Regions from separate parts of the Strix aluco genome. Here region 1 is linked to region 2. A link is a contact called in public Hi-C data. All regions are on one chromosome and are shown on one strand. Each heading gives the region's core, a stretch centred on a gene start, on an enhancer-like site or on the middle of the called end of the contact. The rest is flanking DNA. Distances are from core to core; before and after follow the strand shown.

Region 1 (6,269 bases), core at 656-3,155, 130 kb before region 2:
ACTGAGATCCACATAATAAGTATTTTTAACTTCAGAATGGGAAATCCAGATAGACTAGAGTTAATAAATATTACTCAGGAAAAGCTTTTCAGATGAAGAAGCTATTAAGAGACTGTTTGACAAAACTTTTAGAATTAGCTTACAGGACTGTGGAATCTATCCAATGAAAGGCCATTTCAAAATCTCATTGTTCTCATCTTCTCAGAGTTTCTCATTTTCACCCATGTAATTAAGAGATGAGAAATTGAATTTTGTCAGCCTCAACTGCATTCATTTTCTACCTCCAAAAAAGTTCATTTTTTTTCTCCCTTGCAGCCTTGAAACACTCAAGAGTCATTCGTCCATTCCTGAGTTTCATCTTTGCCAAGCCACACATTTTGCCCTGATAAGCTTCCCTTACAGATCTCATATAATACTCCAAGTCACTGTTACTTTTTTGTTGAAAGGTATACCTTTAAGACAAAGCCCAGTTGGTTCATTTTAAATACAGACGGAGGACAACTCCTAAGTACGGAGGGACTGTCAAAGAGGACAACAACTCCTAAGTACGGAGGGACTGTCAAAGAGGACAACAACTCCTAAGTACGGAGGGACTGTCAAAGAGGACAACAACTCCTAAGTACGGAGGGACTGTCAAAGAGGACAACAACTCCTAAGTACGGAGGGACTGTCAAAGAGGACAACAACTCCTAAGTACGGAGGGACTGTCAAAGAGGACAACAACTCCTAAGTACGGAGGGACTGTCAAAGAGGACAACAACTCCTAAGTACGGAGGGACTGTCAAAGAGGACAACAACTCCTAAGTACGGAGGGACTGTCAAAGAGGACAACAACTCCTAAGTACGGAGGGACTGTCAAGAGAACTGTATCCTCCCCCCTGCACTCTTGGACTGGCTACTGAAGAAGGATTTTAGGGTTTTTTTTTCCCCTCCCTGACTGCTGGTAGGAGGCAAGGCAGCTAAGTGCACACCAAGGACTGCCGAGCCGAAGCTGCAGAGCCACCCGCGATGCACACCACCGGGTGCAAACCTGAGAGGCTCTCTGCCTCTCCGGGGGAAGAGACACCTGCGAGTGTCGGCCAGGTGCAGGGCCAAAGCCGGGCAGAGCGCCGGTGTTTAAGCCGGATCTCTTGATGGACGCTTCAGACACAGACGCCACACGTGAGTCGTATCCGTCGAGCGAGGCTCGGCGGGGGTTACATACCTTTCAGGGTTCTTCTAAAGCCGCGACTTTTCTTCTCGCAACACGCGACTGCGTAACTTCGCTGCCCGCTGCTCAGGCGCGAGCTGCCCGTTGCCCAAGACAGGGAAGCGGTAAACGAGCGGTGCGCGAAGCGTGTCCCGGCCGGCCTCCACCCCAGCCCCGCACGGCCTCCGCCCCAGCCCCGCACCTACCCACCCGGCCGCCGACAGGAGACCGCCGAGGCATGCGGCGGCGCGGGTAGCCGCGACGCGGGGCCGGTTGCCCAGCCCGCCTGCCGCCCGCCCCGCTCCCCGGCCCGCCGCCGCGCCCCCCGCACTGTCTCTTACCGGAGCGGCTCCGGCCGCGGCGGCTTGTCCCGCTCTCTCACCTTGAGGGTCTCGTAGGCGGTGGCGATGAGGAGGAACTTCTCGTGCGCCGCCTGCGGGCCGCCGCCCGGCGCGGCCGGCTCCCCGCGGTAGCGATCGGGGTGGTACTTGCGGGCCAGCTGCCGGTAGGCGCGGGCGATCTCCGCCTTGCTGGCCTGCCGGCTGACGCCCAGCACCTCGTAGCATACCCGCCGCCCGCAGTACAAGCCCTCGGTCAAACCCCGCGCCGCTCGCGGGAGCAGCGCCGCGCACACCCACAGGCACAGCAGCAGCCGCCACCACCGCCGCCGCGCCGGCACTGCCCGGCCGCCCGCTGCCGCCGCCGCCATTTCGCTACCGCCGCCGCCCCCGCAACCGCCGCGCCACGCCCCCTGCGCAGGCGCCTTGCGCGCGCGGCCCGGGGGGGCCGGCGGGGGGCGGGCGGGGGGGGAGCCGGGTCTTGCCAGGCCGGGGTTTTTCCCGGCTTCCTCCGGGCTGCGGCCGCTCGTTGTCTTTTCCCGGGAGCCTCTCTGGAAGTGCGGCCCGGACCGATGTTTAATTGGAGCTCGCTCGCGCGGGGCCGGGGTTTCGCTGCCTGCTCCGTGCCGGACCAGCCGGTGTCACCGGCAGCCCCACAACACTCGCCCATCCATCCGTACGGCAGGCCCCGCAGAAGGCATGTCGGGCAACACGCCTGCGGCGGCCGTGGCCTGGTGTACATACGGCTGCGCTTGATGATGGTGGCAAAGGAAAGAGTGTTAAAGTCCTTTAAAGCGGACATTTGGCCTCACAGCTGCTATAGCAGGTCTGCCACCTTTGATCTGTTTTAACCAAAGACTTGTTTTGAAACAAGGACTACTCCTCTGCTTCAGTATAACTGGGAGGAACGTTACCTCGATATCCCTTTCCAGGAAAATCAGATTTATGCTTGATGCTGGAAACATCTACCCCAGAAATACTTAGCTCATCGGAGAACACATGCTGTTCTTCTGCTAGAAATGAGTATGTGTCTTATACTTACAGACTCCTCTGTCTGTCTCCTTTTTACATTAATAAATGTTTATAATTTCCTTGAGACATGGGTGAGTCCCAGGACTTCTTCCTCAAAAAAATTCGACCTCTTTGCAGCTTGTTAGAGTCCAGCCTCTCAGCATTGGGGGCTGATGTTCTACTCCTCAGATCTTCAGCTTAACAAATTGTCCATGGCCATTTGTCACCCTTTTTTTTGTTTGTTTTTTGAGTGAGAAGGAAGCTAGTTCTTTGACAGTGTGTTACTTGGAGCTCACTTCTGCCAGGAAAACTGGCTCTGGAGCTGTAGTGAGAGGTCACCGGCTGAGCCAACGCCATCTGCAGGCAGCATTTAAAAAGCTGGCAAATGGGCACCACACTGTCTGCTGTCAGTTATACTCCAGGGGTGTCTTGTTTTAGCGTCTTGCCAAAATGCTCGAGATTACACGTGGCACCGATGAACTCAGGAGGAAGATGCTGTGTGGTGGTTACGCCTTTCTCCCGCAGTCTTAGCCACCCCAAAACGGCATGTAAGGTATTTTACAGTGCTGTTTTCTCCCTTTAATGACTTTAGACTACAATAGCTCGGCAGTAGTGGTATTGAACTATTTTATTTTAAAAAAAAAGATATTCCTAAATATCCTTAGGGCCGGGCTGTGCCGGGATGCGGGCTGGTTGTACCGAGCTGTGGGCGGGGCTGTGCCGGCTGTGGGCGGGGCTGTGCCGGCTGTGGGCGGGGCTGTGCCGGGCTGTGGGCGGGGCTGTGCCGGCTGTGGGCGGGGCTGTGCCTGCTGTGGACGGGGCTCGTCGCCCGCCAGCTGCTGGCGGCACCGGCCGCCGAGAGGGGGCGCAGCTGCGCCGCTCCCCGGGCCGTTTCCCTCCTCCGCCCCTGCGGAGAGCGCGGGCGGCGTCGTGGCTGCCATGGAGGTCAGCGCGGACTCGGGTCAGTCTGCCGCCCCCCGCCGCCCCTCTCCTTGGGACCCACCGGGAGTCGCGGGCGGGGAGCGGGGTGGGGGGGGCCGGTACAGCTCCTCGCCGCGCCCGAGCGGCGCCAGCGGGCCGGTGCGTGTGCGCGGCAGGGGCGGGCGGCGGGGACGATGGCTCAGCTCTTTCTAAATATAAACTGGCGGTGACGGGAGGGCGGGCGCCGCCGGACTCCGCCGTCCCCCGCGGCGTTTGGCGTCGGGGAGAGCCGCAGGGAGGAGGAGGAGGAGGAGGAGGAGGAGAGGAAGAAGGAGGAGGGAGCAGGAGCAGGAGCAGGAGCAGGAGGAGGAGGAGGGAGCCGGCCGCCGGCCCGGTGCCTGTGCCGAGCCGCCAGCGGAGGAGAGGGGCGGGGGGTGGGGAGCGGCCGGGGCCGGGCGGCTGCGGCGCGTCTCTCACCGCCTCCCCTCCCTCCCCAGCTGGCAACATGGCTGCGGCCGCCGCGGCTGCCCAGGACGAGCTCAGTAAGTGGCGGCGGCGCCGGGGGCTCCCGATCGGGCGCCGACCCCGCGAGGGGGCGAGCGGGCGCGGGGCGGCGGCGGGGCCGGGCCGGGGGCTTTCCTCGGCGGCGCCCCCGCTGCCACGGGGCCCCGCTCCCGGCCCGCCCTGGCGGGGCTGGCGGCGGGGCCGGGCCCGGCCCTGGGCAGCCATGTCGGGAAGCGGAAACTGAAGGCTGCGGCGGCAGGGGCGGCCTCCCCCAACCCCGGCCCCTCCACGGGCGGGGAGGGCTCGCTGCGGCCTGGCGCGGCCGCCGGCGTGACCTTGCGGGGCCGCCCCGCCTGCTCGGCGGGGAGGAGGCGGTGGCTCCTCGCCGAGGGGGAGCCGGCGGGGGCGGCCGCCGGCGTGGCCTGGGGCGGCGGGTGGCAGAGCCCCGGTGCCGCCATCGGCAGCCCGCTGCCCTGTGGCCCCTCTCCCTGGGAGGGCGAGCCGCAGCCCTTGCCCGCCGGCGCTCGCCCTGCTTTGTTCAATCGCAGCCTTTACCCTCAGAACCATTTTGAAAGTCACGTACACCGAAACACCCCTGGGCGCGTGCAGACCTCGTAGGTACCCCAAGTGCAGTGCTGTGTCTCGACGGTAGGTATGGAAGCACATCCTCAGCCTCTGCAGCGCTCGGAACACGATGAGAGCAGCCAGAATCGGAGGTGCATGCCTCTGCCGCGAAGCCTGCAGGGCAAGGGAAGCCCAGCTCTGTATTCTTGTCACATCCAAACCCCGTTCTCAGTCCAGTACAGTAAGCGATCAGCTTCTCTTTGGAGAGGCCTATGAAACTTTTAAAGAATGGGTTTTTTTTCCCTGCTTTTCCTATCTTGGAGTAGAGCTAGTTCTTGGACAACTGTGACGAGTTAGTAGCAAGATAACGCATGACTCAGCCAAAAGAGAGGGCCTTTGGTTGCCCTGAAATAGTACTTGGCAACCACCAGAGAGGAAGGGCAGAAGAAATACTCTGAGCATATTTGTGCTATTGGCTTTCAGTTCTAAGGCATTTCTGTGTGGTGTGTCACTTTGGGTTTTTTGTTCTTGGTGGGCTGCTGTGTAGATAACATCCTTGCTCTGCTCTTTGTTAGATGTTACTGAAGCTGGGTTGAGTGGGATAAGGCATATGATAATGGTGGGTATGTCCTTTATGTTGCCAAAGAGGCGGGATCTCGTGGAGTAAGAAGGATCTTCCAGTTACACCGATCCTTGAATCGGAGGACACAAATACCAAGCTATTTATTCCATCAACAACTGGTATAAATTGTAATCATGACTGTGAAAGACCTCACGACTGCTGTCATCCTGGAGATTCTATTGTCAGTTTTACAATGCTAACGTGATTCCCCTTGGCGAAACCAGTGTGAGATCTCTTGCTTGTAACTCCTCAGCTTTTATCTGTGTGTAATCTAGCTTCCCAGCCTCCAAATCTGATCCCTCAAAAAAACTAGTCCTCAGCCAGTGCCAGTTGCTACACAGTCTTTTCTGTTAAGCTCCACTGAAAGGACAAATGTCCTTAGATTGAGATTCATGTTAATAATTATATGATGTCATTCAGGTTACTGACCACTGCATCCTTCAGAATTGAGGGATTTTTATTGGATTGGTTCGAAATCTTTTTTTTTGGGGGGGTGGGGGTGGGCAAGAGAGTGGATTGTTTTGGTTTTGGTTTTTCCCATCTGTCACTAAGTAAAAAGTACTGTAGTCTTAAATAAAAATTAAAGCTAATGGAAGAAGAGTAATTTCATGTAGAGGAAGAGAGGGAAACTAAACAGGCTCCATGTAGTTCCACTGTCTTGATGCATTTAAATAGTTAAATTTCAGCATATTTGTAAAGAAATCTGTTCCTTTTTAGGATGATGAGTAGTCCCAAAATAACAAAAATAATTACAAAAATTCGAGATTGGAAAACCAGTTTTTCTTGCTTTATATATATATGGCTATAGGAGGCCTTGATTTATAGCTCCAGTCAAACACATAAACTCTTGCTGTTTGCCTAAACTCTGTATAAGGGTGCTTACCGTTGTAGAGGACAAATTGTTTGAAGGCAGTATAAGAATGGAGATAGGGCAGTTTAAAAATTAATGCAAAATCAGTAAACTGGCCTTGAAGCTGTAAGAGTTCAGATGCAAGAGAAAGTTAATCTTGAGTAAGAATAGTCAACCTCTCGAATGGAGATCCTAAGCCTGGCATCCTGTGAATATTTGGATTTCAGTATGCTATTCAAGTTTTTATATAAACTTTTCTATAAAATGAAA
Region 2 (5,686 bases), core at 1,673-4,172:
CTGCCACTGCACAGTAGTTGGTTTTGCAGCGCAGGAGTTAAATAACACCAGCTTCTGCAATGAGACACAGTAAGTTGAGACCTGATTCTAGTAAGCTATTTCCCCCCCATTAAGGAATGCCAGGCAGGTGAGGAGCCAAGAGTGGACACAAACTGGTCACGAGTATATTTAGCAAGGAAGCAGAGGGTCCTGCACCAGCATTCTTATGTATAAACCTACATAAAGTCTTTCTAACTTTCTGTAAGCTCAAATACACCTGGCATTGCATCTCACTGCTAATAAGACATTTCCCCTCCCAATGTAGCTATCTTTAGAAGTACAGCCTTTACATGTTGAGTTCTTCCATCCTGGCATCTTGGATATTCACAGACTCTACTATAAGATCAGTAGCTAACACCCTACACCAGTGGTTCTCAGCCTCTGGTCCACAGACCCCTGGGGGGGCATGATGTCATCACAGGGGGTCCATGAAGGCTTAAAGCAGGGGTGAGGAACATCCAGCCCAGAAACATTTGGTCTGGCCCACGGAAAGCAGAAATCATTGCAATAAAGATATTATAATAGGAGTGTGTGCATTAACGGATTAACTTGTTTTCCCTTCTCTCCAAACTTGAAGGCCCTTCATGAGAAAAGCGAAATAAATATTTGATGCAGTCTAGTGTTTTAAATCTTGAATCATCTTGGTGGTCCACAGCCACAAAAGGTATTAAAAGGGGGGTCCATGGTGAAGGAAAGGTTGAGAACCCCTGCTCTACACCACTTAAGAGACTCTCAGTCTGAAAGAGATGGGAACCATAAGTTTTCCTGTCTCTCTGCATTCCCCTCCACTCCTGAACTGGGACATTATGCATTCCTGCACCCCAATCACAAAAGCACCCCATTCCCACCAACAAAGTTCAAGGTCCCTGTACAGCAATCCATACTAGCTGCTCCCTGCAACTACTTACACTGTAAGTTCCTCATTTAAGCCTCCCTCCTCCCCACCTTCAAATCCTACAGCTTGTTTTTTTAGTGTAACTTCTAAAACCTCTGCACTGTAACATCACCAGCTCTTTACCAATTCCACTTGCTGCACCTGCCAGTTGGACTATCCCTTCTTACCCTTGTCTTCTGTCCAGCTGCATAATTACTGTATTCTGCAACAAGAAGTCCAGTACTGGGATGTGCTCATCATATGGCCACACACCTCAGGTTTGCTATTGCACAGAACAAGGGGAAAGTGGGAGGGTGTAATACCTACAGCTGGTCACTCACCACACACCACTGGAGACCTGGTCCTGACTACAATCCAGTGTTACCCTATCAGTCATCTCCAGTATCAGCTAAAATTGTTGTGGAAGAGTAAAAAGAGATGCAAGGTCCGAAGGTGCTTATTCTTGCAACTTAAAATACTGAACTAGGGAGAAAAGTCCTGAAAGCTTTCCCAGAGTGAACTGACTAAGGAGTATAGCCTAGAAGACAAACTTAGATCCCATGCAGCATCACTCACAGGACCCTCACAATCAGATCAAACTAACACTTCAACTGAATTTCAAGTTCCAAATGCAAGACTAGCCCAACACGATTTTTCCCAGAATGAGGAGCTCAGAGTTTGCCCAGAGAATATTTTTGGAGATTTGGGTTCATAAATTACAGCTACCAAATACTCTATTGTTGTCTATCAACCATGTCAGCAGCTGCTGTGCACAAGACTACGTACTATTTCATCACCAGCCAGAGTATTCTCCATGTGTTGGTCTAGACTTTATTACTATTCTGTATCACAAAGCCACAGACTTGTTTGCATTCACAGTACCACCCAAACAATGAGGTGCTGCATTAGTGTACTGCATAAGTCAGACAGCACCATAATAAGGGAAATACTTATGCCAGCAACACCTGTTATTTAAGTACAGGAATGAGCTCTAGTCACTCCTTTCAAGCCAAGAAAGATGGATTAATGTTTTTCACGAACTCCTATCCAGAAACACAATAGAACTTTGGCTGATCTCTACTAAGAAAGCCACCTGGTCACCTACACACTGGCAGTAGGTAAGGTGAGCCGGGACTTCTAAATTAAGATATCACAGTACCCTGTTACCAGCTTGAGAAATAAAACATGACGTTTCGTTAAGATTTTAAAGGGAAATGAACAACGATTTGTCATGATGTGAGATTACATCATCTCCCTTCTCATTAGGACTATCTGAAGCCTTAGGTCGTACGAGTATTTGTTCCCTCCCCTTGGTGTGAGTGTGTCCCCACCCTTTCCATGCTGCAGCAGTGAGACAGGCTGCTCCCGCCCGGGCAGCGCCAGGACCCATACTGTGTCCCCAGCGCACACGGGCTGTCACCCGCCCGCCCGCCTCCGCTGGCCAAGGCCTCACCGGGGTCCAAGGCGGCCGAGGAGTGGCACCTGTTCGCCCCAGCTCCTCCCGGCGCCCGGGAGCGCCAGAGCGGCCCAGCAGGCCCGCTCCCCCCTCCTCCCGCCCAGGAGACGATGCTCACCTCGCCGCCTTTCCCACCCCCCCTCCCCTCTCAGGGCGAAAGGCCGGGGCCGCCTCGCCCGGTGCCGGCGGCCGCCACACCCAGAACGGAGGAAGAAACGCTACTCGCCGCGACCTGCGCGGCCGAGACAGGCCCGCACCGCCCGGCGCCAACGGCCGCGGCAGGCCCGCACCGCCCGGGAAAGGCCGCCGGGCGCTTAACGGACTCACCAGGCTTTCTACTTGCTTCACCATGATGACGGTTCGGTGTCGGGGCTGAAGGTCGGCGGGGCGACGGTTCAGGGTCCGCGGAGCGACGGCTCAGGGCCGGCGGCTAAACAGCGAGCTAAGCGCTGTCGCTCGTCTTCGGTCCGGTCCACAGGGTCCCCTCGTCCACCTCCGGCCGCCTCAGGGAGCTCCCGCCCGCGTCCCGCTTATATGCCCAGCGCCGCGCCGCGCATGCGCGGCGGCTGCCCCCTCCTCCTCCCCCTCCTCCTCCCCCCCCCTTCCCCGCTTCCCCGCCCCGTGGCGCGGGCCGTGGGGGGTGGGCGCGCGCCCGGCGGGGGGCGCTGCGGCTACAGCGCGGGCGGGTGAGATCCGCGCGGCCGGGCCCTGCCGGCGGGAAGCGGCGGCGCCGCCGCCACCAAAAAGGGGGAAGAAAAAAACCCAACAAAATGGCCCAGCAGCTGTGGAAAAAGTGCTGTGTAACGATGAGCAGGAAGTATCTCGGAGGCACCGTCCCTCGCGTGGATCGCACGGTTTCCCTACTCCTCCTCCTTCCTATTCCCAGAGCCTTGTTCCGCGCCCCCCCACCCCCCCCGCGAAAAAAAAAAAAAGCCCAGGATGGGGGAGCGGAGCACGGTGCCTCCTCTGAGGGCTGCAGCGTTTCGGCAGCGCAGAAGTGCTGACAGGAGCGGTGCTTGGCCCCTGGGAAACACTAACGTCAGTCTAGAGCAGGGGTTGTCAACCTTTCCTTCACCACGGACCCCCTTTTAATACCTTTTGTGGCCGTGGACCACCAAGACTTAATTCAAGATTTAAAACACTAGACTGCATCAAATATTTGTTTCCATTTTCTCATGAAGAGTCTTCAATTTGGAGAGAAGGGGAAATAAATTACTCTGTAATGCACACACTCATTTTTATTGCAGTGATTCCATGTGAATTTAAAATAATAGCATCAACACTCTTCTTGCACAAATGGCCCATTTTATGGCATTTTAACGTGCTAATTCCAAATTTGATGCCAATTTTTACATTCAAATTTGATGAAAAGTTTTTACAATTCTTTTCGCCTGCCCCCTTGTTTGTCTGTGTTAAGTCACCATATATTTTTCTTTACGCGTCCAGGGCCACCACTTGGAGGAACAGAATTCAGCCCTGTTGTGTCCCTAAAGAGGGCTGTTGGGTTAAGAAAATGTCTTTAAGAGAAAAACGACCTAGGTAAAGTGGGTCCCATCAACCATACTAGCACCAAATATACTAGTGCATCAGGGCAGGCGGGGGTATGTGCTTGAGTATGAAAGGAGCATGGAGGGGAGGGGGTTGTGGGAAAAGGAAGCGCCGTGCTTGCCGCGGGCCAGACCAAATATTTCCGGGCTGGACCTCACCCCTGTGTTCTTTACCCCTGCTTTAAGCCTCTGTGGACCCCTTGTGTCGACATCACGGTCCCCCAGGGGTCAGTGGACCACAGATTGAGAACCACTGGACTAGATGACTAGAGACACTCTGAGCATCTTTAGTAGTTCCCCTCTTGGAGGGAGACAGCCAGGACCAGAAATAGTCCTCACAGAAACAATTCCTTTCAGCTTTCCCAGCGGAGAAGACTGTCGTGGAAACTTAAATTTCCATTTATCTCATTTATTTCTTTGTGTTTTGGAAAGCTGTTTTGTTCTACTGCACGCTGCTGCACTACTGCCTGTCCCAGAGTGCAAGAGTGTAAAATGGGGCTGTCGCAGCTGTCCTTTCCTTCTGTTGGGCTGGTAGGATTCAATTTTGGAGTATGGGGTTACTGATTCCAGCTCCCACTATGCAGGAAACAGGAAACGTGGTATGAGGTTTTGGGATACTTGGTGCTGGGTGTGACATGAATGGGGTATTTCTGCAGGCTTTAGCAGCCACGATACCAGCCTGTTGAAGGTTTGTGCTAGGATATGCAACTGAGCAGAGGATGGGAACACTTCGTGGGAGTCCTGGATAAAAAGATGCTTCTTCATAAAAAAAAAAAAAAAAAAAAAAAAGAAAGAAAGAAAATAGAAGATGGTTTGGCTTGGATACAGGTACCAACCCATCCCAACAGGATGTGCCCTCATATGTTGCTTTGTTTTGTGGTGGACACTGAAAAGGTAGTAACATCCCTCACAGACTCAAAGCTTGCCCCATGGGATTTGTGTTGGTGATCTCTTAGGTTGGAAATTTGTACTGAGAGTAAGTCAGGTTTTATTTTGGAAGTTTATTAAGTGTGTGGCTTACTACAGCAGCATAACCACAACAATCTCTGGACTCTCTTTTCTGACTCTGCAGTGCTGTCCCCTTCTCTGTTCTCCCTGCTTGGGGGTAAAACTACTGCCTAGGCCTTTCCAGACCTGGTTTTGCCTACTCAAAACACTTTTGGGTGCTGCTCTCCACGCTCTTTCCCCTGCCTGTACCATGCCATAAGCATCCCTTTTTTTCTCTGGTGGCAACACCAGAGGAGCTAGGATGTCTGTGGATGAGAAGCAGTGCCACGAGGGCTTGGTAGGTTTTGGCTTTTGCTTTTTCTTCCAGCTGATCCCCTCTGTGCTTTTGTCCATGTGCCCCTGTGGCAGACAGAGGCAGCTGGTGTATGTGCCCTATGCTGCTTTGGGGAGATGCAGGTGCTGCTGCTGGTTCAGCAGAGGGAAGGCAGGAAAGCCTTCTCAGCCAACACACCTTGTTTTGAAACCTGCTGCTGGGCAGGATAAAACAATAGAGAAACCAAGACTACCTTCAAAACCCAGCTCCAAAATGCCCCAGCTCAGCTCAGCATTGCACATCTCTTGCAGAAGCTGGCGCAAGCAAAGGAAGGAAACAACTCACCGAGAAAATAAATTCCTTAGAGCTGCTTTCTATGGGTGAGCGTGGGTGGATAAACCCTTTGTGAACTATGAGGAGAGGTGCCTACATGCCCCCTGTCCTCAGATCCTGCCTGTGGCCATTTGCATCCTGGTGTGCTTACAGTCAAGTACAAGCTTAGGCAGACA

The links. A called contact is a pair of places that touch in the nucleus more often than the background predicts.
Region 1: a contact with region 2 is called in a Hi-C map of heart, with 5 times the contacts expected there. The contact joins the promoter of DNAJC25 here to the promoter of LOC141918871 in region 2. A contact is called at or near these places in 2 of 2 Hi-C or Micro-C datasets (brain and heart).

The regions. Positions count from the first base shown.
Region 1 is chrZ:22,952,405-22,958,673 of bStrAlu1.hap1, reverse strand. It overlaps DNAJC25 (DnaJ heat shock protein family (Hsp40) member C25), which reads right to left and starts at 1,905. Exons shown (of 4, transcript XM_074812329.1): 1 at 1,572-1,905. The coding sequence starts at 1,898. ECPAS (Ecm29 proteasome adaptor and scaffold) reads left to right here and starts at 3,407. Exons shown (of 49, transcript XM_074813706.1): 1 at 3,407-3,499. The coding sequence starts at 3,478.
Region 2 is chrZ:22,823,942-22,829,627 of bStrAlu1.hap1, reverse strand. It overlaps LOC141918871 (thioredoxin-like), which reads right to left and starts at 2,922. Exons shown (of 5, transcript XM_074813759.1): 1 at 2,697-2,922. The coding sequence starts at 2,720.